Regions from separate parts of the Mus musculus genome. Here all the other regions are linked to region 1. A link is a contact called in public HiChIP or PLAC-seq and promoter capture Hi-C data. All regions are on one chromosome and are shown on one strand. Each heading gives the region's core, a stretch centred on a gene start, on an enhancer-like site or on the middle of the called end of the contact. The rest is flanking DNA. Distances are from core to core; before and after follow the strand shown.

Region 1 (2,700 bases), core at 117-2,616:
ATAATAAATAAATCTTTGGACCGGAGCAAGCAGGGACTGATGGAGCAGGGCCAACTGGATTGAGAGGGGTTGACCAGAGCGAGCAGAGGTCCTTAAAAAAAATTCAATTCCCAACAACCACATGAAGGCTCTCAACCATCTGTACAGCTATAGTGTACTCACATACATAAAACAAATAAATCTTTTTTAAAAAAAGTTTCACATTAATTACACAGCAAAGCTATGGTAGCCCAATTAGGCTAACAGTTTCCACTAAGGTATTTGAGACTGAGCAGTGAACATATACATATATCCTTTCCCCTTGAAACAGTGTTTCCCCTATGTAGCTGAGGTTGGCTTGGAACCTGCTATTTAGACCAGGCTGGTCCCAGTCTCCCAAGATCTGCCTGCCTTTCAAATGCTGAGATTAATAGGCCCAGCCCAACACTGTAATGTTATCTTAATGAGGGTGGAAAAAAACTCGTGAAGGATGTGTCAAGGGTTCCACTGAGGAAAGAGAGAACATAGAAGACAAGGATTTAGGAGAGATGGAGTTTGAGGGCATTATCAACTCAAAAAACTAAAAAGTGGGCCGGGCAGTGGTGGCACATGTCTTTAATCCCATACTTGGGAGGCAGGGTCAGTCGGGTTTCTGAGTGAGTTCCAGGACAGCCAGGACTACACAGAGAAACCCTGTCTCGAAAAATTAAAACCAAAAAAAAAAAACCAAAAAAAAAAACCAAAAACCAAAAAAACCTAAAAAGTGAGTGGGTATCTGCACAGAAATCCCGCACTCTGACTAAGTACGAGATTAACAACACGCTTTTCCAAATTAACAGAAAAACTAAGCCGAAATGATGCTTGCTGCTTTATTCTGGGAGTTCTGGTTCAGGATCACTGGCAGAGCAGTCTATGTATCCTTCAACTCTCGAGGTGCCGGCAAAGCCACCTCGGAGGTGACTGACAGCAAACACGTTAAGCGCACGTGCAAGGGGAGCAGCCGGCCCCTGGGGGCAGATTCAGAGGCTGGGGCCTCCTCCCGCCGCCCGGCCACTGCCCTCGCCCGCAGTCCCTACTCTGACTTCCACCCCACTTCCCCTTCCGACCTCCCCGCTCCGGTCCCGGCCCACGCGCCAGCCAGGGCTCGCCGGTTTCCAGGAGCGAGGGGGCGGAGCCCAAGCGGTGCCCTGCAAAGGACCAGAACGTGGGGATCACCTTTCCTCAGGGTCGGCGGCCGGTTTTTTGCCGAGGGCCGGATTGGGGGGCTTTGAAAAGAGATTTTCAAAATCCATAACTCAGACAGGGACCGTTCCTCTCCACGCCGAGCAGGTACTGAACAACCAGCGAAGCGGAGGCTACAGTCGCGCCAAGGGCCACACGCTCCGCCCAGCGCACGCGCACGCGCTCGCGCTCATGTTGCTTGGGCGCGACTCCGCGCGACCTGGCCAGCCCTACCACGCATGCGCAGTTCTCACCGTTGGTGGGGAGGCTTTCGGTGCCTGAGCTGCGCACGCGCAACTCTCTGTACTTATGTCCGATTCGTTCCTTAGTGCAGCACTACAATGTCGTTAAAAAATTAAAATAATCTTTAGGATTCTTCTTTAGAAAGCTGTGCTATTTTTATATGTACGAGAGAGAGACAGAGAGAATGAGTGCAGATGCCCGCGGAGGCCAGTTATTGTAACCCACCTGACATGAGTGTTGGGAACAGAACGCAAGACCTTTATGTTTTAACTATTGAGCCATATATCTCTTCCAGCCCCTTTAAAATTGACAGGTGACCAAGCAAAATTAATTGCACAAAAAGGAACCTAGACGATCTCTTCTGAGTAAACACATAAATATATTTAAAGCAGGCAAATTCAATAGAAAGTACTAAGTATTAAGACTATTTGGGGGTGGGGGGGTGGGGGGGTGCAGTCTTAGAGACCTGCAGATGAAGATGCAAAACTCTCAGTTCCTGCTGCACCATGCCTACCTGGATGATGCCATGCTCATTCCTTCATGATAATGGACTGAACCTTTGAATCTGTAAGCCGGCCCCAATGAAATGTTGTCCTTATAAGAGTTGCCTTGGTCATGATGTCTGTTCACAGCAGTAAAACCCTAAATAAAATGGAAGCTGGTAGCCGGGCGTGGTGGCGCACGCCTTTAATCCCAGCACTTGGGAGGCAGAGGCAGGTGGATTTCTGAGTTCCAGGCCAGCCTGGTCTACAAAGTGAGTTCCAGGACAGCCAGAGCTATACAGAGAAACCCTGTCTCGAAAAACCAAGAAAAAAAAAAATGGAAGCTGGTACCAGGGATAGGTCTGACCATGCTTTTGTTTGGAAGAATGTTGATTTCAGGACTTTGGATTTGGAAAGCGGTGGAATGTTTTAAATGGGGCTTAATGGACCATCCTAGTAGGAATATGGAAGACTTGCTGAGAATAACTGTGCAGACCAGGCCCAAGAGGTTTCAGAGAAGAATTTTCAGTTTGTGGCATAGAGACTGTTTTTGTGGTATTTTGGTGAAGAATGTGGCTGCTTTTTGCCCTTGTCTGAGAGTCTATGTGGGGCTAAGGTAAATATATATATTAATTGCATTGACAAAGGAAGTCTCAAAAAAGCCCAACATAGACTTTGTTCTCTGGTTAAATCTCATGAAGAGGTTTTTTTTTTTTTTTGAATAAGTGTAGCAGGCTTTGAAAGGAAAAATACAAAATATGTGGTTGACATTAAA
Region 2 (2,700 bases), core at 165-2,664, 1.3 Mb after region 1:
GGGTGTGGCCTGCCAGTATATCCAAGGGCAATGGCACTATACCCTCCCAACTTAGATGGGCCTCCCCCCTTCCTTTTTGTAGGAGTGTTCCTGATTCCCTTCCACCTTGGGCAGTGCCCCCTTATATGTATGGTTGTTATGTGGGGTGAATGGTAGTTGCACTGATCCCTTGCCTCAGGACTGATGGGAGCCCTGGGATGTATGCTTGTAATAGTGTGTGTGTTGTGTGTTTGGTGTATGTGTCGGGTGCAGCGTGTGCAGGCCCGCACTTCTGCCATGGTGGCGCAGGCCTTTGCCGCAGTGGAGGCGGGACAATATCCTCAGATTTGGCTTGCCGCTCTAAAGAAATAATGCTGCATTATGCCGTGGGTTGCAAGGCTAAGCACTGCACAGAGGATAGCTAGCTGTTGGCATCCTGTGGAAGGCACGTCTGATTGCATGAAGATTCAGTGTCCTAGTTCCCTTTCCCCAGGAAAAACAACACGGAGCTGGCCAAGACCTCTCTGGGTGATGAGCCCAAGGGATGGTTTTGTGTAGGGCCCCTATGCTTGCACACTGGGGATCAGATCTCTACCTTCACCCAAGAGGCTTGCTTGCAGCAATCAAAATCAGGCCATAGATTAATCAGCGTCCTGGCCTTCTGGTGCACCTGCCGCATGCAGACAGGACAATGTCCTCAAGTGTGGCTGGCTTGGCATGCTAGAGAAGTAGTCAATGACGGATAAGACTCCCTGGGCGTGTCGCCAACCTAAGACAGGGATCAAACCAATGCTGTTTGTCTCCCAAGGACGGGTAAGGGGCATTGCTGCAGGGGGCAATCTAAGACAGACATTCTCTCTGCCAAAAAAGAAAAAAAGGGAGAGATGTGAGGAGCAGGTGTGGCAGCAGTCCCAAGATGGCGCCAGGGACTGCAGCTAAGTCTTATGATTTGCACCTGACTTCCTCATACACCTGAAAATAAGCCATGACCATCGTGAGAGCTGCGCAGGTGCACCATGATGCTGGCGGTAAAAACAAGTCCATATTTGGTAGAGACATGCCCCTACCGCCCTGATTGGCTGAAGCTGCGTGCCTGGTGAGGTGACGTGGCTTGCTGTGAGTGGTTGGGGGCTGAGAGTATATAAGAGTGAGAGATCCGGTGATCGAGGGAGAAAAAGATGAAGCGAGAGAGATGAAGATTGAAGCTTGCTGACTAAACTGCTGTTAGAACTGGTGGTCGTGTCGTTCTTGCTGGTTGAGAGCAGACACGACAGTTGCCTACGAGAATGCGATAGTAAGACTGCATTGCTGAAGACAGCACACATCTTGGTCACAGAATATAAAGAAATAAAACTGAAACTGGCCTGGGAGCGTCCTCCCCATTAGCTAGCCATCATGACGCATCAATACAACTGACTACTCAGGCATAATATAGTGCAAGAGTGGCCAAGTTTGCCGGGCGTGGTGGCACACGCCTTTAATCCGAGCACTCGGGAGGCAGAGGAAGGCGAATTTCTGAGTTCAAGGCCAGCCTGGTCTACAAAGTGAGTTCCAGGACAGCCAGGGCTACACAGAGAAACCCTGTCTCCAAAAACCAAAAAAAAAAAAAAAAATAGTGGCCAAGTTTGTTCCAGAGGTAAGCAACCACTTTCTGATTGGATTTGAAGCCAATCCTATGAAGGGATTCCTCTCTGATACTGTAAATCTGGTCAAATCCCATGGTTGGAAAGGCTATAGGCCCTAGTTGGGAAGCTACGCTGTTCTTTTGGTAAATAGACATCATGTACCCATCAAATTGAAATTAATTAAGTGGGGCTTTTATAGGCCTATGTCTCTCCTTGCTGCTGGATTAATGCTCCTAAGATAACAGGGGGGAAAAAAACTCTCTGCAGGATTGTTGAACTTCGGAACCTCCCTGTCCCAGACAGATTCCTCCTTGGAAGTGGATCTTTTGCTGCAACTCTGTGTCTGATCGATTCCCTTTTAAGGGATAAAAGGACTTGGAATCCCTCTAGGGGGAATGCTCTGAACTGCAGTATCAACTGATAACAACAAGAACCTTGGTACCATTCTGGTCCTGCAGCCTTGCTTTTACATGATAACAGTGGTTCTCAAAGCATCCAAACAAACCTCCCACAAAGGCAAGCAGCATTAGAGAAAGCTACTGAATGAAGAAGCAGGTGACTTCAGTAGGGACAGTCATCCTTGTTGACTCAGGTCCAAAGTGTAGATTCCAAGACCCAGGAGCGCTTGCCTAGCAAGCATAAGGCCATTGGTGTGACGCTGCATGATGGAGAGAGAGGGAGAGGGAAAAAAAGAAGATTCCATTGCCTGTCTTTAAAAATCTTCATTTTAAACCAAAGCCCAGATAACTTATACCTTTGAGTCCAATCAGGGACTCAAGACACTGGGAAAGAGCCCTGCGACATAGCTCACACCTTCCCTGGCTGGCATGCCTGTGGTATCATTATCAGGAGATGAGTCCACAGTTCCTACCCCTCTAGGGCCCTCATGTATAAGTGATGTCTGAAATGTGAGGCCACACTGTCCTTGGCAGGGAAACCCGAGCGGAGGAGTGTCTGGATAGATTGACGTGCTGCAAACTCATTGCTTTCTCCCCATCTCTCTCCCCAACAAAACCTACCTCTACCTTCAACCTCAGAGGCCCCTAGTTGCCGTCAGGTTCCAGGAAGAGGCCAGTGACCATGACAGCAGGAAGTC
Region 3 (2,700 bases), core at 23-2,522, 1.1 Mb before region 1:
ATGCATCAAGTTGAGAAACAACCATAGGTTTTTAAACTGAGAAATGATAAGATTAGGAGAAAAAGAATTTAAAAGTAGTATTTTGGTAGATGACCAGAAAACTATATCTCAAAATATATTTCACTGGCAAACTGAAATGATCATTCAGAGAAACTGCAATGGTTTTCTCATAATTTAGTAGAGATTTTAGCAATTTATTTTTAAGTCAACGATTCTCACTTTTTCACTTTGGATTCATTTTGGATTCTTTTTAGCATGTTTGAAATGTCAGCACTACTTCTGTGTTTAGAAGTTCTTATTTAGCAAAATAAGAAATACAAATATTTGTCCAAGATAAACAAACATTGAATAGCCCCACACCAACCACACCTCCTGGGAAAATGGCTTAAACATCAAATCATTAAAATAAATTAGTCTTTAAAAATCAAAATACCTAGCTTCTATTTTAGAACGGGGAGGGGAAATCCTTAGTCGATCTGATCAAAAATTAAATTGCTTAACGCCAACAGATTTTGGATATCTTACTCTTAGAATACCTAAAGAACTGATGAAAATAAAATTGTATTTCTTGTAACATCCGATTTAACAGTTTTAAATGGCTTAACATCACAGGCTGAGTAAGTCACCTAAGCGCCCGCCCCCAGACCCCAAAACAAAAACAAATAACCAATCAGTGCCTGCAGGAAGCCTCAAATGACTTAATAGCAAGCATTCCCCCCCCCCCATAAAGTTCAGCTTTAATTTTTTTCTTACGTATCAGGCAATCGAGAAATAATAAATTCTTTCCTTAGTTGGGTGGCATTTTTATCAGACTTTGAAATTTTCTCCAAAAATCTCCACCACCACACAAGTTTGGGTTTTGAAGGCGGGGCGTCCCTCGCGTCTAGAGGAAGTTCCCCATGGAGAAGATACGTGACTTCAGAAGGTTCCGCAGACTGCCCAAATCCTCGGCACAAAACGGTAGCCGGCTGCAGCTTGCACGTCTACTCGAGTGACCCGGGGGCTACCGCCTTGGCTGAGGCCTGGTGCAGCGAACCCGCTGAGGAAGCGGCGCTGAGGAGAAAGCGCGCCTGAGGGACCCGGACTCTAACCGTCCCGACCGGCCCACCTCACCGCACCTGACCGACACTTACCGAAAGACATTTTCTAGGTTGTCCATGACGAGAAAAAACGCGCAGCGGCGAAATACCCCACCAGCCGCCGACCAAACTCCCCATCAGCCCCTAACCCCGAGTCTCGAAGGCCGCCGGCGATTCGAATTCCCCGCGCAGCCGCACTTGTGATGTCGAACGTGGGCAGCGCGCCTGACTATTGGTCTCCGCTGCGGGAGAGCTGGCCAATCGCTGCGGCCGTTGCTGGGAGACAAAGTCCCGCCTCCGTCCCCGCCCCCTCCGTCCCTAGCCCGCAGTTCTTTTCATTTGCCTTTTAGTGAGTCCTATGCTAGGTGCTGACTGAGCTAAGGTTTGTTTCCATTCTAGTGAGACACTAGCCATGTTTTGGCATAGAGTTATTATTATTACTTTTTAAAAAACGGTATAAATGGCAACTGGCTTACAGTATTACACTACCAGGCCGAACGTGACGATTCTGTGACTGAAACCCCTTTGAGTCCTCTTGGGTCTTGAGAGTCACTCACGAATTTTTGTCCTCTTTGCTTAACAGAAATGGCATAGCTGGTGAGCTGGCTCGGTGAATAAAAGCATCCACAAGGTGGAAGGAAAGAAAACCAACTTCCTCAAGTTGTCCTCTGATCTCCACATGCATGCCGTGGCACATACTCATATAACAAATGAGGAAACCACAATCATTATGTCTGGTTCACGAATGAAGACAAATAGCCATGTATATGTGTGTGTGTGTGTGTGTGTGTGTGTGTGTGTGTGTGTCCATCCAGAGTTTTATGGGATCCCATGCCTTTGGCCTCTGCCACACTTGGTTCACATAAAGGCACACCCACACGTATTTGTAAAATATTCATAGTAATTTTAAAGAGTCCGGAAGTCCAAGAATAAATATTTAACATGTTCATGTGCCCTGAGAGTGAGTTGAGAAATAATCTAGTCTTCCCTGCTTCTTGAGTTTTAATAACTTCCCACTTTGCCTCTCTAGGGTCACTTGACCAAAGCAAGTAGAACATAAAAGACTCATGCGATTACTACCTTCCTGTTTCTAAAGGTCCTGGGAGTTTTTCAGCTCCTTCAAGTTGATAAAAAAGATATTGCAGCTTCTGGACAGATAGACATTTTCTAACCTAGAGAAAAGAATTATGAGTGATTTCCCATTTGATTTCCTAGAATCATCTAACTAGAGGAACATTCCTGACATGTCTTTATAGCTGCACACGAAAATATTGTCTGTGGCCATGATATTGGCAGAATTGGTAAACACCACTAGAGGGAGTTCCAGGTTCTTGCATTCCTCGTAGATAGTAGCAAGCAAAGTAGATTAAGAATACACTTCCAATGTTTGGCTGCTAACATCTGCCTCTATTTGTAAGGCTCTGGCAAGGCCTCTCAGGAGACAGACATATCAGGCTCCTTTCAGCATGCACTTCTTGGCATCCACAATAGTATCTGGGTTTGATAATTGTATATGGGATAAATTCCCAGGTGGGACAGTCTCTGGGTGGCCTTTCCTTTAGGCTCTGCTCTACACTTTATCTCCATATTTGCTCCTATGAGTATTTTGTTCTCCAAGAAG
Region 4 (2,700 bases), core at 141-2,640, 1.5 Mb after region 1:
GGGAGACAGGGATCCCAAGGTTAAGGTCGGCCTCACCCCCTCCCAGAGTTTCCCAAATGAAGGCCTTTGTTTTCCAGGGATTGACTCTCCAACAGCAGCTCTATGGAGGGTTGGCTTAGAGAAGAAAAGACGAGATTTTAAAGCCCTAGCTCTGCTCTTTCCAGCTATTTCCCTCTCCTCTAGCTTATGTACAGCGACCAAAGACCAAATGGCAAAATTAAGTTGGTCCCATCCCTAGGAAAACACACAACATAGCCCACAGGTCCTTTTAAGAAAATCATGAAGGGCAACAACAAATAAAGATGCCACACTCATGGGCTAAAAAATAGTGCACAAATGATATGCCGGGGCACCCAGGGAAGGTACATAGGGAATTTAAAAAAGAAAAAAATGCAGTCTAGTGTCCTGAAACAGAGTAAGAGATGGAGAAGTCTGAAATGGAGATGTGGCGTGCAGACAAAGAAAAGGTTGAAGATACAGGGCGGTGAAATGTCATCCTAGAGTGGTCACTCACTGGAGTCCCCCAAAATGACCACGAACTTGTTGTGTAGCAGCTGCTGGACTTCTGAGGCATGGAAGTGGACCATGGCGCTTCCCAGCAGGCGGTGTGGCATCTCGTTTTCCAAACAGAAGACCATGCTGCCACTGACACCAGCTGCAGGGAGAGGCCAATAAGCTGACAGAGGGCAGGGACTCTAGGTAGGTCCGGTCTGTTCCAAGATGACCCATGCGCGCTGGCCCCTCCCTGGCTGCTCTGTGTAATGGGGAGGAAAGTGGGAGCGGCAAGGCGAATCCCAACACGGCAGCAGCCTTTATCACACTCGGAGGGAAGAAGGGTCACTTGGGCCGTAGTCTTAGACTACAGCGCTTCGCGCGCGCAGAGACGCCTTTGCCCTGCCACGTGTCAACGGCGGCCCCGCGCGTGCGCATTCGTCCGCTCGCGCCAGTTACCAAGTCTCTCGGGGGCTCCAGGGATTCACGGGCCAGTAGGGCAGGCCCAGGTGCCGTGCGACAGCGTCTCGGCAGCGATGTCCTGATCTAGAGTCAATGATCCCATGCCCCTGGAGAGCGGTGGGTTCTGCAAAGATCCCGCCCCACAGAGCCCGGGTGCCCAGGTTAGCTGTAGGTACGCAGCTCGACGCCCAGCGCTCGCCATGCGTGCGCTACGGTGGTCCAGCCAACGCCTCCAGCATCTGTGCCTCAGATGCTCATGGCTCCCACTTTCGGTCACCCGTGTCCCGCCCTATGCGATCCCCAACGCCGGAGGAGTCAGAAAGGCAGCGAGGTTGGCCGCTGTGGAGGACAGAAACCAGGGCTAGGTCCACTCGGGCCGCCGCGCCGAGGGCAGGACGATAGCTCAGCGTAGCTTGCCCACAGTTCTGATGGCCGCTAAGGCGGCCTCGTCACGTGACCCCGAAGGGCGGAAGCGGAAGTGCGGCCTGAGCTTGCGCTAGGCGGGTTTTTCCTCGGCGACTCTTGCCGCCAGCTGTACTAGACATGGACTGTTACACTGCGAACTGGAATCCACTCGGGGACTCTGCCTTTTACAGGTGAGCTGCCCGACGCCCCACCTTCCGTCCCACAGCCCAGCTTACCTTGCTTGTCTGCTGCTGGCTTGAGCCTCCCGGCAGAGCCAGCAATGCTCGCCCCGGCCACTACGCGTGCTGGCGTCCGTCCCTATGGCGGCTCGCCTGAGCGTCTGCCACTTTACGCACTTTAGGGGCAGCAATCTGGTCCTTCCTTTGCGCCAACTGAGGCAAGCTGAGAAGCCACCCCTAAACCGAGGTCTGTTGGCCTCCGGAAGGATGCTTAGATCACGTAGAGGGAGGCCGCCCCGCGGCGACAGCGAGTGCCAGTCTCCTTCCGGAAACTGCTGAAGTCGGACCACAGGGGCTCTCACAGGAAGGCGGGATCGCCACAGCGGGCGGGGTGACAGTACTGACCAAAGCTGAGAAAAGGGGATGAACCGCTTTTCAGTCTTGGGGCACTATTAATGAGGAACCCGAGGCAGTGGCAACTCACCGGGGTTGGAGTGCCCTTAGCTGTGGGTCTTTCTCAAGGCTAAAACTAGTAACGTGATTACAATGGTTACCGTCTCGTTGGCTTTATTTCTTTTTAAGATATAAAGTACAAACTGCTTGTGGAGCGCTCATCAATTGGTCAGCCTACATTTGTCACTCTCTGAGTGGTTTCCAACTTAACCTCAATCATCCTCAATCCGTGGGTGTACCAGCTTCACAGAATTAATTGCAGGACCTCATCACACCAGGCAATTCCATGGCTTTGTGTTTGCACAGTTCTATAGTCGCTTCTATGGGCATTGCTATTTTCCTCTTTATCACCCTGAAGAATGTTGCTCATCTTTCAGGACCTGCTTGGTTTTCCTACAGTAGAATCCTTTTATGCCTCACAAAGGTCCAGTTGTAGAGTCTTATCATATGTGGCACACGAGGGCAGTGTTGGTATGAGTTTCTCGTGCTAAGCTCTTGAAGGCTAAGAATACTTCTATTTCCCATGCATATTTAGGCTAGTGCCTGTTACCTAATAGTTGGTCAGCCTTTGGTGGCCCACGCCTCTTAATCCCAGCACTCTGAGATTCAGGCCACCCTGCTCTATAGCTCAGGCCAGACAGGGCCACATAGTAAGACCCTGTCTTGAAATAATAACAGAAACAAGCAAAACCTAATCATTACCCAACAA
Region 5 (2,700 bases), core at 70-2,569, 1.3 Mb after region 1:
TGCAAGTGAGGCTGTCCAAGAAAGTGGGTCTATAGGAGGAAACCTACAAGCTAAATAAATAAATAAATAAATAAATTTTTAAAAATCCAATATGGGGAATAAAACAGCACAAGAGAAGAAATGGAGTGGTTAGAATGATCAGCGCACACTGGGTTAGGGTGGCCGTGCCTTTAATCTCAGCCCTTGGGAGGCAGAGGCAGAGAGCAGAGAGGCAGAGGCAGGCAGATCTCTGTGAGTTCGAGTCCAGCCTGGTCTACAGAGAGTTCCAGAACAGCCGGGGCTACACAGAGAAACCCTACCTGGAAAAACTAACAACAACAACAACAACAACAACAAACAATAAATGAACAAACCAAAAAAGAATGGGCACGCAGACACAACTAACAGGGTCTGACCCCGGTGACACAGCCTCAGCAGGTCCCAACCCCTTCCTGACATCACTAACTCCTGGTTTGCCACTGAGAAGAAACAAATTCCTAAATGTCAGTAGAGGCCAGTCTGGAAAACTGATATATACACACTGCAGAGAGAGGGGCTTTATGAACACTGCTCTTAAATGACAGAGTGCCATACAAACCAATGATGGCAACTTTGTTCTCCTTCATGGAACTCAGCACCTGCTCCAGCTTCTCCTCAGAAGCCATATTCTGCACCTCGCTCAGATGATGCTCCTTAAATTCCACAGGGACAGCAGCAGCCTTCAGGGATAAGTCCAAGCACAGGGCTGGGTCAGGTCTGAACTTTCCAACAACCCATCCATCCCTGTAGCCTGATCCGCCACCCATCCCCCGCCCCGGGCTATTCACCTTGAACACTTCCTTGACAGCATGCATGAGCTCTGGCCCCACGCCGTCTCCAGGCAGCATGGTCACAGGAAAGGCACCCTCCACCCTCACATCTTGTGCCTGTGAGTGGGGCCAGCAGAGATGGAGCAGGGGCAGAAGTGGGAGTCAGAGGGAAAGAGGTGGGGAGGGGAAACCCAGGGGAGCGGCAAGGAGGCGACAAGGATGGGCGAGAACGAAGCTGGACTCAAGCGTACCTGGCTCTGGGAAGCGGCGTGAGCCGTAGATGTTCCGAGACCTCTCCATGCCCCGGAGTTCCGAGCGGCGAGCACCGCCTGCGACAGACACAAGGTCAGATCGGGGACACCGCGGCCCCTTACACCGCGATGACCTTGCCTTCTTTTGGAAACCGCGGACAAACCCTCTGTTCTCCCGCCCACCCTCCGCTCAGGTCGTCCCGGGCCTCACTCGGGTCAGCCAGCGGACATTGCTCAGCGCTGCCATGTTCGGCCGAGGAAGTCGCGGGGGAAGTGACGCCGGAAGCGAGCGCGGTCGTGGGAGCTGGACTTCCTGTCAGCCCTGGCGAGCTTGGCGGTTCTTTCTCCCGTACCAATCGGCGGTGTGTACGGATTCACTTGAGTTCTCTCCTTCTGTTTGGTAATGTAGGGTCACAGGACACACAACCAGTTTGTCTGTTTGCTTTGTTTTCACTCGTCAGATTTAATTTCTCTTGAAAATTCAAAACAACATCCAAATATATATGGCCAAGTATTGAACAAGGATGTGAGTTTAACAATAAGTTGAGAAGTCTTGGGAATTTGTGAATGTTTGAATGTTCTGTTATGCGTTATTCTCTTAACTAGTACTCACTGTTAGTCACTTAGAATTCTTTTAAATAGGTAAAATAATTCAGATTACAAAGAAAACTGGTTATGATAAGAAAACTAACTTGGAGTTGATGAGGTAGCTCTGTAGACCAGGCTGGCCTCAAACTCATAGACCCGCCTGCCTCCACCTCCCAAGTGCTGGAATTAAAGGTGTGCACCACCACATCCTGGAAAAAAAAAAAAAGAAGCTGAAAAATAAAAGCTAATTCTTTTGCTCCACTGTATAGTATGCTATAATTTAAATTTACTAAATTGCTTAATCCTTTCTTAAATAGGCAGATACCTAGTATGAAATCTGATTTGGGCTCTTCTCAGCAACATTGCTGTGTATATCCCTGTACATTCTCCTTTGTACATATGATGAAGATTATAACTATCCTGCAGGGCACCTCTAGCCATGTATGTATTACAGGTGAAATGGTGTGTTTTCAATAGTTTGATTATAGATCTGTGTGTGTTTCACTCATGAATTTGTTCTCATGCAGTAAACAGAAAACTCATTCATCATGATAGCTGATAGTTTCTCTCCCACTACTTCTGGAAATAAAGAGTTACTGACATTGATTTAGCTGCTTAGTTATGTCCCCAGGGATCCTGGATGGGGGGCGGGTCCTCTATATCATCTCCTCTCAAAACTCCATTAGATTGCTAAACCCAGTGTCTATTTTATAATAGAATGTTGAGTATCTCATATAATTTATTGAGTGCTACACGGAAAGTGTATCAGAACAGGCATGTATGTTTTGTTGAGACAGGATCTCTCTTTATATCCCTGGTTGACCTATAACTTCCTATGTAGACCAGGCTGACCTGGAACTCAGAGAGATCCACCTGCCTCTTTGCTTTCTAAGTGCTAGGATTAAAGGCGTGTACCCCATGCCTGCCTAATGGACTTGTATCAATTACTTTTATCATTGTTGGGACAAAACACAGACAAAAGCAGCTTTCGAAAGAACAGATTTACTTTAGCTCATGGCTCCAGGAGACCCCAGTCACCACAGAGGGGAAGGGACGGCAGCAAGATCAGGAAG
Region 6 (2,700 bases), core at 79-2,578, 1.2 Mb before region 1:
GAAGAGAAGCCAGTGCTCTCAACCACGGAGCCACGTCCTTACACGCCTTTTCTAACTTGATGTCTTACCACAATTCTTTACCCCCTAACACCAAAAGCTCTAGCAAAAATCTCTTCATAGTACCATCAGATCCCAACAGATGATACTGGTAGGTAAGGAATTACAAATGACATCACCTAGGAAAACCACCTCCCTGTCTTGGTAGCTGTGTCTCCTGACAGTCCTTTGTGGTTAAACACTCTTGAAGCTGAAGTTACATTGTTCCTGTTAGAACTAAGGAGGCAAGAACACTCAGTTGTCACACTTGTATAAAAGGGCTGCATCCTCAAAAGACTCCACTTCATTATATTGCTTACGTTGTAATTTTGACATTTGCTGTCCCCATACATGGGTACTTCAAGATCACCAACAGAGGGATACACACTCATGTCAATATCGATTAAAACTTGTTTAAAATGTACATTGGGAGACCTCCCAGGCTCCTCCGGCTCCTGCAGCCCACTCCTGTCTCTCTGGAGGGTACGCTTTGCTTTGCTATATAAACTTCTGTTTTAAGTTTTGTATCCTGCCACTAAGACTCTTTCCTCAAGACAAGAACTGAGGAGCCCTATGGAACAATAATAAATTTATGGTTAGTTTATCCACCCTCTAATATTGATCACTTATTCATATCCAGTTTCTTTTATTATAATAAGCATCTCTGCCCAAATTGAAAATTATTACAAGTGGTAGATTCCTGGAAATGTATCAACCAGCCTAGGAGGATCAATGTTTGCTATATCTTGTCAAACTGCTGTCCAGAAATGCTGTAGCTCATACACTATAGCTTATACATCGCCTGTTTCATCACGTCTTCCATGCACTGTGCGTTGTGACTTACAATCTTTGTGATCTTTTGTGTTTGATCATCTTTGAAATTAACTTTTCTGAAATTACTAATCTGTCCTTGGTTAGTTTATTAAGACTATACGTTGACACCTGTTACACTTTGAGAAAGTGATGAATTTCAAAGGAGAGGGGCGCTGGGCTGGGTGGGTCTGGCTAGTTTAGACAAGGGCCTGAGGGATGAGGAGTGTTGAGGGTTGGTGAGTCGTTAGACCGAATTCTTAGTTGACCCGCAAGGCTTTCTGGAGGTTTTATCTACGGCGGGGGCCCCGGGTTAGAACCCGGCGCTTGGCTCCCGGTGAGGAGCTGGGATGTGGGACCCTCTACCCCGGACCTACCTGCAGCTTCAGCTCCTGCCCGCGGCGCCTCAGCGCCTGCAGCGGGTCCCGCGGCCGCCGGGCGAGCATCGGCCTAGCCGCCGCCGGCGGGACCGCGCCGGTTGTCAGGGAAACCAAAGCTAGGGCTCAGCAAGATGACGCTATCAGCGGGCGCCACAACCCCGTGCCACAGGTTGCACTAAACGGTCGGTTTAGGCTTTGCAAAAAAAAAAAAAAAAAAAAAAAAAAGTCCTTTCCTTTCCTCTGGATTCCTAGGGATAGTAGTAGAGGTCCCCGGGAGTCCCTGACTGCAGGTCTCATAACTATCACGACCTCACACCGTGCGGTGCTCTGTTCTACACAGCTTTCTGAAGCCGGGTCTGCGAAACTAATCTTCAAAAATAGTTCTAGTATGGAAAACCTTAGCTATGAGAGCTTTCCCTTGGCATTTGTGGGACTCGATTTCGCTGCACGTTCACTCTGAAGGTGGTTTTATTGTTAGTCTCATGGTGTAGCCCTGAATTCACAGAAATCCGCGGGCCTCTCTGCCTCCCTAGTACTGGGCTTAAACGTATGTGCTATCACACTTGGCCCAGAGACGGTTTTAAAATCTTGCCATTTGGGGGTATTGCTGAAGTGTCTCTCGAAAATTTTCATGTGGTAAATCCTCAATTCTTTGGGGGTGCTGATTCTGCCATGTGGGACAAGCCTGCGGGCAAATAGATTTCTCAAGAGCCCCAGTTTTCTTTTCACTCTCAGGAGACAGCCCTCTAAATCCAATACCCAAACTCGACAGCAACCTTGGATTTAAGAATGGTGATGGTCCAAGCTCACCACTGGATAGAGCTGGTATACTATTGCCAAGGTATCTATTATTGTGACTCCTGACTCCCAATTTCAATGGGCAAAGTACCGTGTCCATGGAAGACTTTTCTGGTGGGGGGATGGGGGGGGAGGAGAGTATTTGGTTTCGGACGGGGAAACCAGGGACCACGAAACCCCTGCCTTGTTCTCCAAGAACACTGGTCACTGAACTTACTTCAGGGAAACCTGGGAAGGAACTGAAGTGCGTATTTTACATATCAAAGCAGACCGGGTCTCCAGATTCTTCCAGCATCCCTCAGCCCTTATCGAACATACCCTGACCCTTAAACTTTACAGCCCAGGTGCTGGTCTGACCTTCCCCCCTGAGGCTCTTCCCTAAGTAATCCAGAGGTTTTGGTCTCTCCCTCTACCGGCAACCTTTCTCTTTCTCTTTCCCCTCCCCAACTTCTCTCTTCCTACTGTCATTTCTCTGGCCTTGGTCCTTTGGGTCATTGAACTCACTAATCTGGCTTGAATTGGCTCATTTCACCGGTGGAGAAATAACTTATCAGAGGGAACTTCATATAGTTAAGTAGGAGGGTAGAAGGAAAAGAAATGTCCAGGGGAATGGTCCACTACAAAGCTAGGGACACACAGGACATACAAACAGGTAGTAGTAGTAGAGAGCAAGGGC
Region 7 (2,702 bases), core at 72-2,571, 1.4 Mb before region 1:
TCTGGACTCTCCTAAGCATCTATGACAGACAACTTGATTAAATAATCTATTGTCCAGCGGCTAGACACACTTGGAGCACTACGGAACTCCACCATAACTAGCGTTGAGTGCTTGCTCTCATGAGGCACTATGCTGAGTGCTTTCTATAAAGATAATTTAGTTCCATCGTCATACATCAATAAGAGAGGCACTATTTCACAGCAATTAAGAGAGTCAGGCTTTGTAAAAGGCTGAGGTGGAACTGGGAAAAGTCTGCCTGGAAGCTTTTAATTCTGTTATAATTTACTTTCATTGAAAGATAGCCATAAAGTTAAGCAGATCTTTACCTGCAACACATCCCAGCATCCCGGGAAGCTTGATTCGCGTGACTGAAATTTCACGGAAAACAGAACTATGGTGATATACACCCGTAATGCTAGCACTTGGAAGGCTAAGGCTTAACACAACGCCAGGTTAAGCTACAAAATAAGATCGTATCTCAAATGTAAAAAGAACACTAGGGAAAAGATCACTAGTAAATTGCCAACAACTTCAATGGAGTAACAGACAACTGGCCATCCCACGGACTTCTAGACATCTGACACTTACTGGTGGTTGGAACGAAGTTGTGCTAGTTCGATTTAACGGTGGTCAGAATGTCAACCTCTAGAATTGTTTCTCAAAATTTTGTTTATGTTGACCTCATTTGAGACGCACAAAATATCGTGCTTGGTGGGTCTTACTCTGATACTGTGGGTCTTGTCTGGCCGCAGTATAGTCCCTTCACCCTTATTTCCCACTATTCCTTAACAGTGCACTCCAGTCAATATCATCTTAAAATTGCCTAAAGCCATTTGCGATTTCCTTTGGGGTTTTCTTCACCTCAAATCCGGTATCGTCCAGGAACACCCTATGCTCACACCAGGACATTCCGGTGCAGGCTCAGGGCGAGAAGCTGAAGCAAAGGGAGACGTTTTCTAGGGGACTTGGGAGAGAATGGAGTGGATGCTCCCAGATTTAGCGTCGGTACCATCCACATCCACGTAGCACCCATCATGGAAAGAAGGAACGAAAGGAAGACCGGGATCTCCAACTTGAAAGTACAGGATTCTGACACACAGTGGACATACCCTACGAGGACACTGTCCCCACGGAACCGACACACACCAGAAGGGAAGACTCTCTGTCCACACAGGCCACGCCCACTAACCCTCCCCCAAGTGCCCAGTGTCCCCGTGTCTCCTCCGCCACCGCGTCCACTCGGCTTCTTGAACACCTAGACCCGCAACCCTCACCTTTGGCAAGAGTACTGGGAACCTGCGAACACTCACCGCCTCGTGTCGGGAAGGCAGTGCGCCTGCGCGAAGATCTTCGGCCTCTGAGCTCCAATCATAGTGTTGCCTTTGCATGAACTACACTTCCCAGAAGCATCAATAGCCGGCGCGCCGTGAGATGACGGGTAAAATCCTGCACAAGGTTGCACTCCAGGTCTGTGGTGCTGAAACGGATAGGACCAGGCTCTGACCCTAAACAGCACAAGTTCGATTTCTAGTTCGTTTCCGGTTTGCCAGTGTACCTATTTTTTCTGAAAGCCAGGGTTCCCGTTCTTTCAGTAGACTATCCCAGATGCATGAGCCCAGAAACATACCTGTCGCAGTCTTCCATCAAGAATTCGTGGTGTAGGTTTAATCCCAGATTTGGTAGCATGTCGGAGAATTTACACCCAACTCTGTAGCTGTAATCCTGAATGAGGGTGACCTTCTACCTACTGCTTCAGAGGATACCAGCCAAACAACAGACTTTAAACGTTGTAGCTCAGTCCATTCCCCACCCCACCCCCCTCTCTCTGTGTCCTGAACTCACTATGTAAACCAGGATGGCTTCAAACTTGGAGATCCACCTGTCTCTGCCTCCAAAGACCTGGGCTTTAAGGTGTGCATCACCCCACCTGGCCTCTTTGTATCTCAAAAGCTCAAAAAGGCTACAAAACTTCAAAAAGGAAGCAAAACTTCTAGGGAAAATTCTCAATTTGTGAGGCAAAAAAAAAAAAAAAAAAAAAAAAAAAAAAGGCAACCTTCATTTGGTACTATGAGATCTGGATTTGCCCCCTCTCTGAACCAAAAGACAGGTTTTGGCTTTTCTGGAATTAACTGGATACTGCAGAATATGAATTACAATATTTAAAGAAATAGCCAGGCCAGTCATGAGAAATTAAATGAGGGTCCCAAGCCCATACCATTTGTAATTGAGGGATTAAGGAACACTCTTTTGATAGGCTTAAGAAAGCTCCAGCACTGGGACTTCCAAAGGGATGGGCTGTTTCAACTATACATTACCAAAAAGCAGGGCTGATACCCATTCTCATCTGGCCATTGGGTGGTCACAAATGGTCATACCATACCTGTCTGAACAACTGGATCCTGAAACCCAAGATGACCCCAGTATCTCCAGGGACTGACAATGACTCTTTGATCTCCCATTACTATCTGTACACCCTTCCTAAAACCTTGATCTCTTTGGCTATCAATTAAACCTCTCCAATATCAGTTTTTCTTAAATAGAACCTAGAATTGGTAAAGAAGTAAATTTTTCTACTGAGTAAATACCTACCTTCTGGATGTTACATGTTCATGCTGCTTTCTGGAAGGAAAGTGATTTGCTGAACTCCAAGAGCAGTCCCATCAAATATTGACCACAGGTTTTGTCTCTCGTGCATGGCATCC

What was found. Promoter capture Hi-C pulls out the DNA fragments that hold promoters and counts their contacts. HiChIP or PLAC-seq counts read pairs in DNA pulled down with a chosen protein or histone mark.
Region 2: a promoter capture Hi-C map of liver shows a contact between it and region 1, with 4 times the contacts expected there. The contact joins the promoter of Tmc2 here to the promoter of Zc3h8 in region 1. A contact is called at or near these places in 3 of 39 promoter capture datasets (hippocampal neurons and liver).
Region 3: a contact with region 1 is called in a promoter capture Hi-C map of pre-B cells, with 2.1 times the contacts expected there. The contact joins the promoter of Bub1 here to the promoter of Zc3h8 in region 1. A contact is called at or near these places in 2 of 39 promoter capture datasets (the 3T3-L1 cell line and pre-B cells) and 1 of 9 other capture datasets (liver).
Region 4: a promoter capture Hi-C map of liver shows a contact between it and region 1, with 5 times the contacts expected there. The contact joins the promoter of Pced1a here to the promoter of Zc3h8 in region 1. A contact is called at or near these places in 2 of 39 promoter capture datasets (liver and neutrophils).
Region 5: a contact with region 1 is called in a promoter capture Hi-C map of liver, with 4 times the contacts expected there. The contact joins the promoter of Idh3b here to the promoter of Zc3h8 in region 1. A contact is called at or near these places in 7 of 39 promoter capture datasets (erythroid cells, hippocampal neurons, liver and 3 more), 2 of 484 Hi-C or Micro-C datasets (B cells and regulatory T cells) and 2 of 9 other capture datasets (adipose tissue and liver).
Region 6: a contact with region 1 is called in a promoter capture Hi-C map of embryonic stem cells, with 2.3 times the contacts expected there. The contact joins the promoter of Nphp1 here to the promoter of Zc3h8 in region 1. A contact is called at or near these places in 4 of 39 promoter capture datasets (embryonic stem cells, frontonasal cranial neural crest, hippocampal neurons and 1 more) and 1 of 9 other capture datasets (macrophages).
Region 7: an H3K27ac HiChIP or PLAC-seq map of thymic regulatory T cells shows a contact between it and region 1, with 7 times the contacts expected there. The contact joins the promoter of Zfp661 here to the promoter of Zc3h8 in region 1. A contact is called at or near these places in 5 of 39 promoter capture datasets (cranial neural crest, hippocampal neurons, liver and 1 more), 2 of 115 datasets of contacts at active chromatin or transcription factors (astrocytes and thymic regulatory T cells) and 1 of 9 other capture datasets (adipose tissue).

Annotation. Positions count from the first base shown.
Region 1 is chr2:128,942,654-128,945,353 of GRCm38.p6, forward strand. It overlaps Zc3h8 (zinc finger CCCH type containing 8), which reads right to left and starts at 1,367. Exons shown (of 9, transcript NM_020594.2): 1 at 1,195-1,367. The coding sequence starts at 1,271.
Region 2 is chr2:130,193,780-130,196,479 of GRCm38.p6, forward strand. It overlaps Tmc2 (transmembrane channel-like gene family 2), which reads left to right and starts at 1,415. Exons shown (of 20, transcript NM_138655.1): 1 at 1,415-1,615; 2 at 2,644-2,700.
Region 3 is chr2:127,830,587-127,833,286 of GRCm38.p6, forward strand. Bub1 (BUB1, mitotic checkpoint serine/threonine kinase) reads right to left here and starts at 1,273. Exons shown (of 25, transcript NM_009772.2): 1 at 1,134-1,273. The coding sequence starts at 1,159.
Region 4 is chr2:130,422,898-130,425,597 of GRCm38.p6, forward strand. Pced1a (PC-esterase domain containing 1A) reads right to left here and starts at 1,391. Exons shown (of 7, transcript NM_178762.4): 1 at 515-1,391. The coding sequence starts at 638. It overlaps Vps16 (VSP16 CORVET/HOPS core subunit), which reads left to right and starts at 1,423. Exons shown (of 24, transcript NM_030559.3): 1 at 1,423-1,550. The coding sequence starts at 1,498.
Region 5 is chr2:130,283,132-130,285,831 of GRCm38.p6, forward strand. Idh3b (isocitrate dehydrogenase 3 (NAD+) beta) reads right to left here and starts at 1,320. Exons shown (of 12, transcript NM_130884.4): 1 at 1,251-1,320; 2 at 1,040-1,117; 3 at 807-905; 4 at 578-698. The coding sequence starts at 1,286.
Region 6 is chr2:127,787,563-127,790,262 of GRCm38.p6, forward strand. It overlaps Nphp1 (nephronophthisis 1 (juvenile) homolog (human)), which reads right to left and starts at 1,329. Exons shown (of 20, transcript NM_016902.4): 1 at 1,224-1,329. The coding sequence starts at 1,292.
Region 7 is chr2:127,583,356-127,586,057 of GRCm38.p6, forward strand. It overlaps Zfp661 (zinc finger protein 661), which reads right to left and starts at 1,322. Exons shown (of 5, transcript NM_001111029.1): 1 at 1,275-1,322.